Regions from separate parts of the Mus musculus genome. Here region 2 is linked to region 1. The links are chromatin contacts, called in public HiChIP or PLAC-seq maps. All regions are on one chromosome and are shown on one strand. Each heading gives the region's core, a stretch centred on a gene start, on an enhancer-like site or on the middle of the called end of the contact. The rest is flanking DNA. Distances are from core to core; before and after follow the strand shown. Region 1 has its middle 14 kb from the start of Gm38982. Region 2 overlaps Zfp74 (zinc finger protein 74).

Region 1 (7,095 bases), core at 2,949-5,448:
AGTAAAACCTTGTCCAAAAAAGTAAAAAGATACAATTGCTTGGTGGGTGGTTAAAAGCATTCTGGCTCTTGCAGAGGATCTGAGTTCAATTCCCGGCTCCCATGTCTTCGCAGCTCATGCCTACCTGAAGCTGCATTTCCAGGGGGATCCAATGCTTCTGGCCTCCTTGGACATCTGCCCACCCAGAGACGCATCATACCCTTTTCAAAAAGCCACAGCAGCTGAAAAGGAGACCGTTACAGTTAGATGTCTCATCGAGGATGACACCACAGTCATGTTGAGACTAAGGCGTGGGAACATCTTTTGTCCTATTATCTAGAAATTAACAAAGACCACAGTCTTTCTGGGTTCCACATTTGTTGGCATTCCAAATTCTCTTCTTGAGAAACATCAGAGGTCCCCATATCCATGTCACAAATCCATTGTGTCACCATGTGACCTCCGGCAGCTACTCTGAAGCAGACAGAAGTCTGGACTCTGCCTTAAGAGCTTCCCAGAGTCTTCAAGACCTGGTGTGGACAGGCATGGGCTGAATCCATGCTTCATGATACCTAAACATTTCAACAAGGCAGATGGTCGTCAACAGGACACTGTTATGTTGTGGTAGGAAATATGGGCAGCTGCCACGGACAGACCATTTTATCTAGGAACTTGCATCTTAACATTTTCAGTACGAATACAATAGAACAATCCAATCAGGTAGATTTAGCATACTTTAACATACTGCGTCCCAAAAGTTCCAGTGTTGTTGATGTCTTGGTCAGTGTTCTATTGCTTGTGAAGGAACACCCTGACCACAGCGATTATAAAAGAAAGCACTTAACTGGGGCTGGCTTCCAGTTCACAGGTTTTAGCTCATGCTTGTCACGGGGGAGCAGAGCGCAGCAGCAGGCAGGCAAGCATGGTGCTGGAGAAGTTGAGAGTTCTGTACTGGGATCAGCAGGCAACTATGGTAAAATCCCCACTACCCTCAAGCCTAGACCTGGGAACTGAGACAGATACAAGGAAGATATTAGCTAGTGTGACCACAGAGCAGTAACACGTTTACCTTGACCTGGGCTCACTAATGCTCACTTTAATATGTGGATTATAAAACTAAGACTTCCTGAAATTGTCCTTTAAAAGGGATTCTTGTAGCCAGACAGTGGTGGTGCACGCCTTTAATCCCAGCACTTGGGAGGCAGAGGCAGGTGGATTTCTGAGTTCAAGGCCAGCCTGGTCTACAGAGTGAGTTTCAGGACAGCCAGGGCTACACAGAGAAACCCTGTCCCGGAAAAAAAAAATGCAAACTGGACCCTGGGGATAAAATTAATCAATCCTAGCCAAAAATCATCCAACCCCTATACTACATAGGATAGGGATAGGAACTAATCAGACTGTCAGCTCATTGACAAAACTCATTGTGACTGGACATCCCAAATTAACATTAGAGGACTTATGTCTAAAACTTGTCTGATATCCAAAACCTTTAATCTAGGAATGTCTCTCCTTCTGGTGCCTGTTGTTCTAACTCGTGAACTCATCTGGACAGCTGCAGGGTTGCTGAATCCCTGAGACGGCTCAGTGGGCATGTGCAAATTGTTTGACCAAGTGTGCCAAGATAGGTTCATTGGGACCTAGAGGTATTAAAACAACAGATTCTCTTGCAGAAATGACTTCTCATGAGATAAAGAAAACTATGCTTGGCCTGTGAAAAACAAAACCAAAAAACCCTCTTGTTCCTATGCTAATTGATCAAGAAAATTTGATCAAAAAAATGCCATGGTTAAAAAAAAAGAGACCGAGGGGGGAAAAAAAACATAGAAATAAACCAGATAATACCAGTCTCTGCCCTCTTGGTCCCTCTGGCTAACTGCTCTGCTATCATCCTGGCTGGACCTTAAATTCTCATTCTGATTGGATTAATGGCAGGCCAGCGCATTTTACCTTATATGACCAATTATGTATCAGCTCAGTAAAATTAATAGTCCGAGGGACCACCTACACCTCAATAGAACTGGATGAGTCCGTGATCTGACGCATTCACTAAGACGAGTTAGGAATGTGATAGAGCCCAGACCTTAGCACAACTGACTCCATGGTGGAAGTACCGTTCAGACTGTAAAACTCAGCACATAGACAGCACCAACTGCCAAAACAAAGACCTATTCCGTCAAAGCCCATCCTTGTGGGAAAGTCTCCAGCTGCACAAACCTTGCTTTTTGGTTTCTACAGTTCTGCTTCTGGTTAGTACAGCTAACTATCCTTGTTAACTAAAGTAACTAAAGTATGTTAACCCAGGGTATGGTTTTTGTGCTTGAAGGCTTGCTGCTACTGTGGAATCTCCAACACCCAGTGCAGTTCCCAGCTGGCTAGTAAAGACTGTCTATTAGCTTAAGCCCATGTTTGACCAAGCAGGCTGGGAATTATGGGGTGGCTGGTGCCCAGGCTGGCCTTGAACTCACAATCTCACAATGCTCATCTTGACTCAGCCTTCCCAGAGCTGGGACTACAGATGTAAGCCAACACGCTCAGCTGTTTTGTTCAACGTCTTAGATGGCTTGCAGAAGATTAACTGTCATCTTTGGCCACAAGTTTAGAAATAGAATAGTTTGTCAGCCCCATTCACTGAACTATGTGAACTTCATAGCCACTAAAATTTAAAATTTCATTGTTTTAAAATGCTTTCTGTTGATTTTCAAAAGATTTTTTTTTTTTTTTTTTTGAGCCAGGTGGCAGTGACGCTCCCCTTTAATCCCAGTGCTCAGGAGACAGAGGCAGGCGGATCTCTGGGAGTTTGAGGCTAGCATGGTCTACAAAGATAGTTCCAGGATAGCCAGATCTACACATACACTGTCTCAAAACAACAGCCACAAAGATTTTATGTGTGTGTTTCACCGCCACATAACATCTGTGCACAATGTGTGCAGTGCCTGTGGAGGCCAAAAGAGGGTAACAACTCCCTTCAAACTGGAGTTATAGATGGTTAGGAGCTGTCATATGGGTTCTGGGAACTAAAAGGCAGCAGGCTTTCTTAACTGTTTCTTAACTCTTAGCTCTCTGTGAATCATAAAATAGAATATGTATTGTGACCCAAAACCTTGCCTTGTCGCGGTTCTGTTTTTTTCTAGAATTTGACAGACTCCATCAGACCCTTTCATTCGTTGCTTTGTGTAGTAGATGTTGGGGTTCAGGAATTCACCCCACAAACCATACAAACATGGATCTCAGTTAAGCAAGAATAGTTTATTGAATGCACAACCCAAGACTTATTGATCGCAGCCACCAAAAAAAAAACCCAAAAACCTGGGAGCATAATTGTGGTACCAGTCTGTTCTTATCGCAGGCTTTTTTATAGGAAAAGCCAAGTTCAGAAGTTCAGAAGGCAAGGCTGACTAGACAAAGAATTATCAACTAGCTTTTAGGCTGATTGGTCCTGCATGAGGAAAGGAGTGGTGGATGGGTGGTGAACAGGGGAGTCTCGGAGCACTGGGGTGACTGAGCCTGAGAATTACAACCACAGAGCTATGCCCTTTTAGGAGAAGTTGTCAGTGTCATCTGTGCGTAATTCCCTGAGAACCTGAACTGAATTTCATCTTCTGAGCAAAATGGAGACTGAATACAAAATGGCTGCAGTTATGTTCAAAGGAGCTGGCCTCCACAGTAGCTGAGGGAGGGAGCCTATAGCCCGTTTCCCACAATCCCTTAACTGCTACTTTCCAGTTAGGATCCACCAGAGGGGGAGACTCTGGTGAGAAATTAGAAAAGCAGGAAGAAGAAGACGTAGTCTGCCTGGTTCTGACAGTAGAGACCAGTCTGGCCACCCCATCAGCACCAGGAATGGGTATAATGGGTTTCAGGAGTCCCGGTAGGTCCAGCTCTGCCTCCGGCAATTCTACACCAACAGTGGGTGGGCACTAGCATGAAGCTGCTGATCCACCAAGCTTGCCTCCTGGGGTCCACAAGGCTCACACCTCCAGTTTTGTTTCTCTTACCCTACTCCCTCTCCTTCCCTCCCTCCCTCCCTCTCCTTTTCCCTCTCTCCCTCTCCCTCCTCTCCCTCCTCTCTCTTCTCTCTCTCTCTCTCTCTCTCTCTCTCTCTCTCTCTCTCTCTCTCTCTCTCTCTCTCTCTCTGAGACAGGGTTTCTCTGTGTAGGCCCGGCTGTCCTGGAACTCGCTTTGTACACCAGGCTGACCTTGAATGTGCAGAGACCTGCCTGCCTCCGCCTCCAGAGTGCTGGAACAAAGGGCGTGCAGCACCACGCCCAACTCTCCTAGCCTCCTCTTGTGTTTATAACCATTTTCCTATTTTAAACATTAACTGGGAGCTGGGGAGACAGCTCAGTAGGTAAAAACACTTTCCATGGCAGCCTGATGACCTAACTTGAATTCCTGGAACCTGTGTTTTGAAAAAAACAAAAAACAAAAAAAAAACCCCCGGATACCGTGGTAGGCATCCGTAAGCCCAGTACTTCTACAATGAGATGTGAAGACAGAAGCACTGGCCACTCTGGTGACAACGCAGTGCAGTGACAAGAATAACAAGACTGCCTAGGCCAGGTAGAAGTGAAAAAACAGCTCCTCAAAGTTGTTCTCTCTCTCTCTCTCTCTCTCTCTCTCTCTATCTCTCACACACACACACACACACACACACACACCATGGTATACACATGACCCCACCACCACACAATTAAAAAGCATCTGATTGAACTATCTAAAGTATCTGTCTTTAAAAATATTTATTTAGTGTGTGTGTTTTTTGCCTTCATGTGTGCAGTGCCAAAAAAAGCCAGAAGGTGGCGTCAGATCACTTAGAATTGGAGTTGCAGTTTGAGACTCCGTGTGGGTGCTAGGAACCAAATTAGAGGCCTCTGCAAGAGCGGCGGGTGTTCCTGAGCACTGGGCCGTCTTACCAGCCCTGGACATTGGTTTTCTTGCGTGAATTCAGGCCTTGGCAAGATTCTTGATCGGCTTCCCTTTCATTGGCTTTCTTTCTTCCCTGTAGGGAAGCATGGTTGTCAGGCTTCAAGTGTTCATTTTAACAGTGGTCTCAAATCTTTTAAAATTCCACATTGAAGCCGGGCATGGTGGCGCACGCCTTTAATCCCAGCACTTGGGAGGCAGAGGCAGGCGGATTTCTGAATTCCAGGCCAGCCTGGTCTACAAAGTGAGTTCCAGGACAGCCAGGGCTACACAGAGAAACCCTGTCTCAGAAAAAAAAAAAATTGCACATTGAAGCAATAAAACCTTTAATCATTTATACCAATATATGCATGACTATTTGCAAATTATATACTTGTTTTGCTTTTACAATACATCTATTAAATATGACTAACTGGATGCTGGAGAGAGACCTCAACAGGTAAGAGCATAGCTAGTGTTTTCTATTTGTTTTGTTTTTTGTTTTCCTTTTTCTTTTTGTTTTGGCAAAGGGTTTCTCTGTGTAACAGCCCTTGGCCATCCTGGAACTCCCTCTGTAGACTAGGCTAGAATCAAACTCAGAGATCTGCCTGCCTCTGCCTCCCCGGTGCTGGGACTAAAGATGGGTGCCACCACATCTGTCGAGCACATGCTATTTCTGAAGAGAAGCTGAATTCTGTTGCCAGCAGCTGCATGCCAACAGCCACCTGCAATTCCAGCTCTGGGGAGTCTGAAGCTCCCCGACTTCCGCAGGTACCGCGCTCACACATGGTGCACATAAATACATAAAGGTAAAAAGACATGTACATGTCAAAACCTTCTGAAAATTAGTAACATAGGAGCTAGAGATGTGCAGCTCAGGGCTAGGATGGATGCTTTCCATGACAACAGCATGGGCTCAGTTCTCAGAGCTAGCATGCATACCTAAACTTTTTTATGTTTGTTACAATTTTACTAATGCCTTTTAAATGTTTTTTTTATCTCTGTGTGTGTGATGTGCGTCTTCGGCAACAATGTCTTATGAGGTGTCTTCTGGCCTCAAATTCCTTGTGTAGCCAAGAATAACTTTTTTGAGTTCCTTTTCCTCAAGTAATGGGATTGCAGCACCGTTAGGGTCCTTGTTTAGAGACAGAATCTGGCTATATTACCCTGGCCAACCTTGAACTCACTATTACCCTGGCCGGCTTTGAACTCACTATGTAATCCTGGCCTTGAACTCACTATGTTACCTTGGCTGGTTTTGAACTATGTAACCCTGGCCAGCCTTGAATTTGTGGAAATCCTACTGCCTTTGCCTCACAAGTGATAGGATTATAAGTGTGAGCAACCTCGCACAGTGAGTATTTAATTCTGTTTTGATAGAACATTTACTGCCTGTAGAGTGTTCAGTTAAGACATTTGTTTAAGGTGCCACTGAAGACCACAGGATCCATTCATTAAAACCACTAGAAACAGAAGAATGAGATGTGACTGTTTAGTCACTGTTATAAAGCAGGTGACAGAGGACTCACCACCTTTGAAACACATACCTGGTTAGAGGGAGTTATAATGCATTAAACTGGTGAAGAGGAAGCCAAGACGGGTTTATATATCTTCTCATGGGAGAAGGGGTGGGGGCAAGGATAGTAGATTAGAAGTCAGAGTTAGAGAAATATGGACAGATCAGCAGTTGGAATTTAGACCTAGGACAAGTGGCTGAGGTGCCTATTTAACATACCAAAGCGGACCTGGCCTCCAGGTTCTCCCAGCATCCCTCAGCCCCTACCTGTTACAGGGCATGGCTGACACACCCTGTCCTCTACCCTGAACTTTCCTGGGCTTCTTCTCCCCAAGAGGCTCCTCACTATATAACCCAGACATTTTGGTTTTCTCCCTCTCTCTTCTCCTCCCCCTTCTCACATCTCCTCCCCCCACCCCCACCCCGGTGCATGCTTTTTCTCTCTCTGCTCCCTGCTTTTCTGTCTCCTGGTCTGTGTGGCTACTTCCCTTGACTGCCTAAGAGCTGCCCCACCCCCACCCCCACAATAGACCTGCCTTTATATACTTTAATTTGGCTTGAATTGGTTCATTTCATTGGTGGAGAATACATATCAATAGCTCCTAGGTGGACAGTGTTCCAAGTGCTGGGGCCATGGAACAGATGGGGTCCCCACATTCATCGGAACTGGTGTATCTACGGGATAGATACTCAGGTGG
Region 2 (7,095 bases), core at 3,247-5,746, 400 kb before region 1:
TCCTTTGATTTATTTATTTGTTTATTTATTTTATGTATATGAGTACATTGTTGCTATCTTCAGGCACTCCAGAAGAGGGCATCAGATCTTGTTACAGATGGTTGTGAACCACAATGTGGTTGCTGGGATTTGAACTCAGGACCTCTGGAAGAGCAGTCAGTGCTCTTAACAGCTGAGCCATCTCTCCACCCCTGAGCCCTGGTTTTAAATTGGTATATAAATAAGCAAAATTGAAAGTTTAGAAGTGAAATAACCATACTTACCATGCTGATTTTACCTATTTTGAAGCATGGTATTTATTTTGGCTCATTTTTATGAGCTATTTCTTGTAGCGGTAGTTAGCCTGCCCTGAGCTCCCAGCGGGTCACATGCATGCACCCAAGAGCTCTCTGGATTTACAAATGAAAGGCATACACACATGTCAGTTAATTTTGATATGTCTTGACTAGCTCATTGACTGGGCACTTTGTCTAGCAACCCCTCTCCTCCGGTATTCCAGAATGAACACCTTTAAAAATCTATATTTCATCTCTGCTACCCCAGAACCAATTGGGGTAGAGGCTACTAGGACCACTTTCCTGAATTCTTACATGCAGTTTATCTTTCTGCTTCCCCTTCATGGTGATCTTCCATCTTCCCCTCTCTCTGTCCCAAGCCCGGGAATCCTAAAAGTCCTGCCTCTGTCTGCACAGCCATTGGCCACCGGCAACTTTATTTCCCAATCAGAGCTGGGTGTGTGTGTGTGTGTGGGGGGGGCAGGCTTCCTTTAGCCTACATGTGGGACACAGCAAACAGGTTTTCTGGTAACACAATCAGCACGAGAACACAAGCCACTACATTTCCCCTTTTTGTCCACTAAAAAGACCTTTTCTTTCCAAAATACATGGAACATAATTGTAACAGTCATGTAAACTATGAGGTATGGTATATATTAAAAGTATCTAGTACATCAGTTTTGCCAATTTAGATAAAATACTCTACCTTCTATCCTAACTTAAAGACCTATCAATACTGTAGCTGAATAATGTTCTGATTTTAGCTTTCATTACTATCTGAAAACTATCCTTTCAAATCTACATCATCTCACTCAATGCTAAACAACTTGAGTTTGATTATGAGACTATAACTGGTCTTCAACCCCATCAGAAATCTGAGAACAAATTACTACCTGAATATGTGGGACACATAAAAACATAGCTTCTAACACCTAAACAAATTGCAGAGACGGCTGACTACCTGGACAGCCACTAGTTTCTTATAACGGAGCATCTGTCTTCAGCCTTCTGGCCCAGAACCATCTGACAGACCTTGAAATGAAGCAGGAACTATGAAGGACTAGCTTACTTTGTATTGGCAGAGCTAAACTGTCAACAATCCCACAGTATTTTTTATCTGTAGATGAATAGGACAACTTTTGTCCAGTGGCTACACTGTCATAACTGGAGTAACTCTATATGGAGGTTTTGATGATCAAATTCTTCTCTGAAAGGGGACGGGGAAGCTGTCAGGAGCAGACATGTCTCATTATCAAATGATCCTTAATAATGAAATAACATTAAATTTCACATTCTGTGGACTACTGATGTTTTTTTGAAGACTATTTATGTAAAGTATATCTGAACTGTTAAGCCTTAACTACTCTTTTTATTTGAGTAAATTGAAAACACTTTATTATAATTAAATCAGAGTCTAACATTACCATGAGTTTGCTATCTGGCCCTTAACTTGTGTTACTTAATCGTCCTGAACAGTTTGTAATAACAGTTATTAGAAGAACTGGGTCAAAGCTTTGTATTCTTTTTTTAAAAAAGATTTATTTATTATTATATATAAGTACACTGTAGCTGACTTTAGACACACCAGAAGATGGCGTCAGATCTCATTATGGATGGCTGCGAGCTGTACCATGTGGTTGGTGGGAATTGAACTCAGGACCTTCGGGAGAGCAGTCAGTGCCCTTACCCGCTGAGCCATCTCTCCAGCCCCACCTTGTATTCTTAATTGAGTTGCATAGGCACAATGCCTATCTAAGAGTAACAATATTAATTTCAAACTTTGTATCAATATACAGATTTATACCAATGAAAACCTTAATTTTACACCAATATATAAATTCTGTACCAATGTAAGAAATTGTAACCTCAATTTTGCATCAATTATAAAGATTACCATCAGTATAAGATTATGGCTACACGGGGACTGGAGAGATGGCTCAGTGGTTAAGAACAAAAAACCAAGAAAAAAAAAATTAAGTATATGTGTCTTCGTTGGGATTTTTTTTTTTTTTTCTGAGGCAGGGTTTCTCTGTATAGCCCTGGCTGTCCTGGAACTCACTTTGTAGACCAGGCTGGCCTCGAACTCAGAAATCCGCTTGCCTCTGCCTCCCGAGTGCTGAGATTAAAGGTGTGCGCCACCACACCCTGCTCTTCGTTGGGATTTTATTGCTGGTAAGAGACACCATGACCACGGCAGACATTTAACTGGGGCTGAGTTACAGTTTCAGAGGTGTAATCCATTATCATCATGGTGGGAAGCAGGGCAGTATGCCGGCAGACATGGTGCTGGAGTGGGCCGAGAGTTCTACATCTTCATCTGAAGGCAGCAGGAGATTGTCTGCTGCAGGCAGCCAGTAAGAGGGTCGCTGGATCACATTAACCACACATAATCACATATATGAGATCTCAAAGCCCTGTCTCTACAATGTCACCCTTCCTCTAACAAGGCTATGCCTCCTCCAATAAGGCCACACCTCTTAATAGTGCCAGTTCCCTTGGGCAAGAATATTCAGACCTATGTTCTGCCATGTGGCTCATCAGTTATCTTGGTTCATTCCTCCATGTCTGGCTGGTGAATCCTCCTATGTCAGAGGCTTTCCCAGAGTTCCTGTCTCTGCCCAGAAGTCCTGCCTATTCTCTCCTCCTTTGCTATAGGCGATTAACCTTTCATTAAACCAATCAAAAGGTGAGGGAGGGAGGGAGAGTTTACAAACTATGATGTAGCCATCTGAATAACAGTACCAAGCCATCTGCACTCAACTCTCTGCCAGCTCAGAAATCAGCATTTAAAGAATACAAAGACAGCCTTTACACAGTGCACAAAAAACCACCCCAACAGATTGCAGTAGCTTTAACTGTGACTCAAAACAAAGCCCCTTGTCCTTGAGTTGCTTTTCTCAGGGTGTTTTTATCACAGCCATAGTTAAAATAGACAGTGTTAGAGATGGGGTGGTGGGAGAACCGAGCATCCAAGAATGGAGGGAGAAAGTATCTAACACATGCAATTGGAATATCTGAGAAAAAGAGAATGCAGAAGAAAAAAAAAGTTTGAAGACATAATGGTTGAGGATTTTTCCAAAATTAGTGAACCACAGATTCAAGAAATTCAGTGAACAGTAGGCAGTCACAGCGATTCTCTTCTGGTCCTCTCTGTGCCCAAGCCCTAGCAACTCTAAAGGTCCTGCCCAGTGCTCAGCCACTGGCTATTGGCATGTTTATTGATGGATCAAAAACCAATTGGGGACAAGGACCTTTAGCATTTGGATACTCAGATTCCCAATTGAATCAAAGCATTAGAACCAACCTCCAACAGCTATTGGCCATCAGATCTTTATTACAACCAATCAGCAGTGAGACAACCTCTGATACAGTTCTAGATGCCTTTAAGTAGGTGAGGAAGGACGAATATTTACAAAATAGAAAACCTGGTGATGAGCCACAGATAGCACCAGAGTTCTGCCCGCATTTAGTTCTGTGCCGGAACAGAACCAACAATTGAAAACACAGAAGTGCATCTTCTCACAACGTCAACAAGGTGATACCACAGACTGTAGTTATCAATGCAGCTTTCTGAAACCACAGAGTCAACTGTGCTTTAATGACTTCTGTTCTTTTTGCCAGTTCAGCTTGCTCAGGACCTCCCCCCTAAAAAGAAGAGGAAATGACCGAGTCTGAGGTAAATATTACATACTGTCTCATCCTCTGCTTCTTCTTACTATAACCGGTGCCATGCATTTGGAACGTCTGTATACATAAAATGTTTTTTTTTTCCCAGAGGAAGTAGCATTAGAAGATTAAAAGTAAGGGAGAGTTCCAGTGTGGCTGTTGTATGAGGTCAGTTCAGAGAGGTTAAAGCTGGGTCTCAAGTTTTAGTCTCATTCTTTTAGGTAGCGTAAACCAGGCGTCAAGTTCATCGTACCACTTTCACTATTTATAAGGCTAAAGCCAATCATTTCATCACAGGAACAAGCCTCTCATTGGTGCCTGGGTCAACGAGAACAATGCTTTGTGGCTCTTTGCAGTTGGTAAAGACTGCATTTTTTGTTTCTCTGTTTTGACTAAAGATGAAATAGTTTCTGTCTAAGTAGAAGCTATTTAGAAGGAGAATCAGAAGGAGTACAAATGAACATCCGCAGCACAGTAAACACAATCCAGAGCTGCCAATGGTGGAGCGTGTCACAGCACTCAGGGACTGTCTCTAAATGGTCAAGCACTGCAGTAAGGGAGTGTCTCTAAAAAGTCAAGTGCTGCAGTCAGGAGAGCACTGCTACTCACAGCAGGAATCCCATCAACACAGTGAAAGAATCAGGAGACTACATTACACTCCAATGGACCCATTCACATGAAGTCTGTAGCCATAGTTGATTAAACAGCTCTAACCTCCCCAGCAGTGGCTGTGAGTTCCTCTCTACTTCCCCAATGTTGTAGATTCTCAAATGAAAGACATACACACACACTCTCTCTCTCTCTCTCTCTCTCATACACTCACACAGCCTTATATTTAATATGCCCTAAGCAGCTAAGTGGCAGGGCCACTCCCAAACCTTCACATGGCTAGCACACTCTCCCTTCCCATGCTCCTGAATTATTACTTACTAAAACCTACATTCCAGCCTGGCTGCCCCAGCCTGCACCCTCCTGGACCATGATCCCCGACTCTTACACGTTGGCTGTCTCTCTGTCCTGCACTTCTAAGGCCTAATCCTTCTACTTCCCTGGCATGGCATGCAGGTCTCCTACTTCCCTGGTCCCTTGTCTGCACATCCTGAAGTCCCACCTCTGTCTCCTTGCCCACCCATTGGCCACCAGCAACTTTATTTGCCAGCCAGAACCATCTCCCGTGCTGGGCATGTAGCTAAGGACTATGTTGAACTGCTCCTTCCAGGACTACAGCCGTACACCGCCTCACACAGCTCACTGTTCGGCTTCTAACACCTCTGCAGAGTCAAACTTCGTTGTGGTGGATTTGGCTTAATGCTTGCATTATGGGTTTCCAAAATGCATGAGAATTCAGCAGTTCAGCTAGGGGAGCTCTATGGAGCATGAGAGACGCAGGGAGGCTCTGAAGGGTGATGCGGCGGCAGAAAGGGAGTCCGCAGAGCCCGAAGCAGCTCTGGAACAAGTATGGGGGTGGGGTGGGAGGAGACAAGTCTTATGGGAGGATGCTTCTGAAAAGTGGACTCATGAAATTGGAAAGATGATGGGGTGGGGAACAGGGATAGGGGTGTAAAGTGAATAAATAAGTTAATTAATGGAAAAGTAAGAAATTGGAAAGATGGTGGAACATATCTACACATGGCAGAGAATGATGACTACCCTTTGCCACTGCATCTCAGCCAGCAAGCTGCAAGCACAAAGGCTGTGCCTGATGCACCACGGGGCTGCCAGTACCGATGAGGCAGTACGGCGGCCTGGCTGGCCTACATCCTACAAACTTAACAGTTGTGCCCGGTGAGCCGTGGGGCTGCAGGAAACAAGGACAGGGTGGTAGGCAGCATCCTGGAGCTCCCTCAGAAACATGTTATTGCTGTATAGGGCTAGTCCTAAACCCTCCAGCATGGAGCCGCTGTGGCTGCAGCCTGTGCTGCTTGCACTGCTGGGAGAGTGAAAGCGTAGGGAAGGGGTGCTGCTCACAGGTCACGCCTGGTGAACCCCCAACTGGCAGACACTGAGGGCAGGGAGGTATGCAGCAGCTAGGAGCGTGCACAGAAACTGCCCCTGGGGCATCCTGCCTAGCCACATTATCACCCTGACTCTGGTTATCAGAGACAAGTCTGGGCAAGGGCCCAATATTTTTGATGACAGATGACCCGTTACAATGAGTATTCGCATGTAAATCTGTTTGGGCAAAAAACAAACTGTGACGCACTGCAGTTTCCGATGTTATTTATATGAAGTAGAGAGGGGGAGATGGAGGAGTGGTGCAGTGATTGAGCAGTGGAGAGAGGCAGAGGTAGAGACCCTGATGACAGATGTGAGAGATGGCTGCTGTGGACAGGGAACGTGGCTAATGGTGTTGGGCGGCAGCCTGAAGCTTGCGCAGACTCAGCCTCAAACATGCTGCGCCCGGGCTCTGAACAACAGGATGTTCGAGATGAGAAATGTTTTCTGAATTGGGCCTCCTCGGAAGATCTCTATGGTCCCTGCTTCCCCTAGAGGCCACAGTGGTATCTCTGGTCCACTGCCCCAGGCTGTGTTGAAGCCCAAGGTTCATGTGGATGTCCTGGGTCCTACAGCAGCCAGGGGCCATGTTAGTATCTGTATCCTGAGTTACCGCTGAAGGCCATTCGAATGTCCAGGGTTTGTGTGGCTGCCTGATGCCATATTGATGTCGTGGTTCATGCTGCCACTGAAGTTCATGTGAAGGTCCGTGGTCCTACTGCAGCTGGGAGGCCTTATTGATGTCCATGGTCCATGTTACCACTGAAGGCCATTTGGAAGCATGTGGCCTGTGCTGTCGTCTGAATTCATGTTGATGTGTATGGATGGTGCTACTGCCAGGGGCCATGGTGATGTGAGTGCCTTGTGTTGTCGCCTGAGCCCGTGTTGCTGTCCTTGGCCTATGCTAACACTGAGGGGTGTGGAGGTGTGATGGTGTCCTGGCCTGTGCTGTGGCCGAGGGCCATGTCTGGGGTCTGCACTGCCATTGGAAACCATGCTGATGCCGGAGGCCGGGTGCTGTCACCAGAAACCACATGGAAGACCATGGTCTGTGCTCGCACTGACTCTAAAGGGCAACGGAGCGACTTTGCAGTGGTAGCAATGGTGGCACATATACAGCTGAGAGATAGGAACATGGAATAGAAGGATTCTGTGACAG

Evidence for each region. HiChIP or PLAC-seq counts read pairs in DNA pulled down with a chosen protein or histone mark.
Region 2: an H3K27ac HiChIP or PLAC-seq map of embryonic stem cells shows a contact between it and region 1, with 3 times the contacts expected there. The contact joins two enhancer-like sites. A contact is called at or near these places in 1 of 39 promoter capture datasets (liver) and 2 of 115 datasets of contacts at active chromatin or transcription factors (embryonic limb bud and embryonic stem cells).

Annotation. Positions count from the first base shown.
Region 1 is chr7:29,538,509-29,545,603 of GRCm38.p6, reverse strand. No RefSeq gene overlaps it. Among named protein-coding and RNA genes, the nearest start is that of Gm38982, 14 kb to the left of the region's middle. Within about 2 kb of position 4,198, at least 4 of the 459 cell types and tissues checked have an H3K27ac peak or open chromatin away from gene starts, as enhancers often do. A contact at or near this core is called in embryonic stem cells, where this site is marked.
Region 2 is chr7:29,940,347-29,947,441 of GRCm38.p6, reverse strand. Zfp74 (zinc finger protein 74) reads left to right here. Exons shown (of 6, transcript NM_178384.4): 3 at 3,897-3,951. The coding sequence starts at 3,937. Among named protein-coding and RNA genes, the nearest start is that of C230062I16Rik, 8.2 kb to the left of the region's middle. Within about 2 kb of position 4,496, at least 26 of the 459 cell types and tissues checked have an H3K27ac peak or open chromatin away from gene starts, as enhancers often do. A contact at or near this core is called in embryonic stem cells, where this site is marked.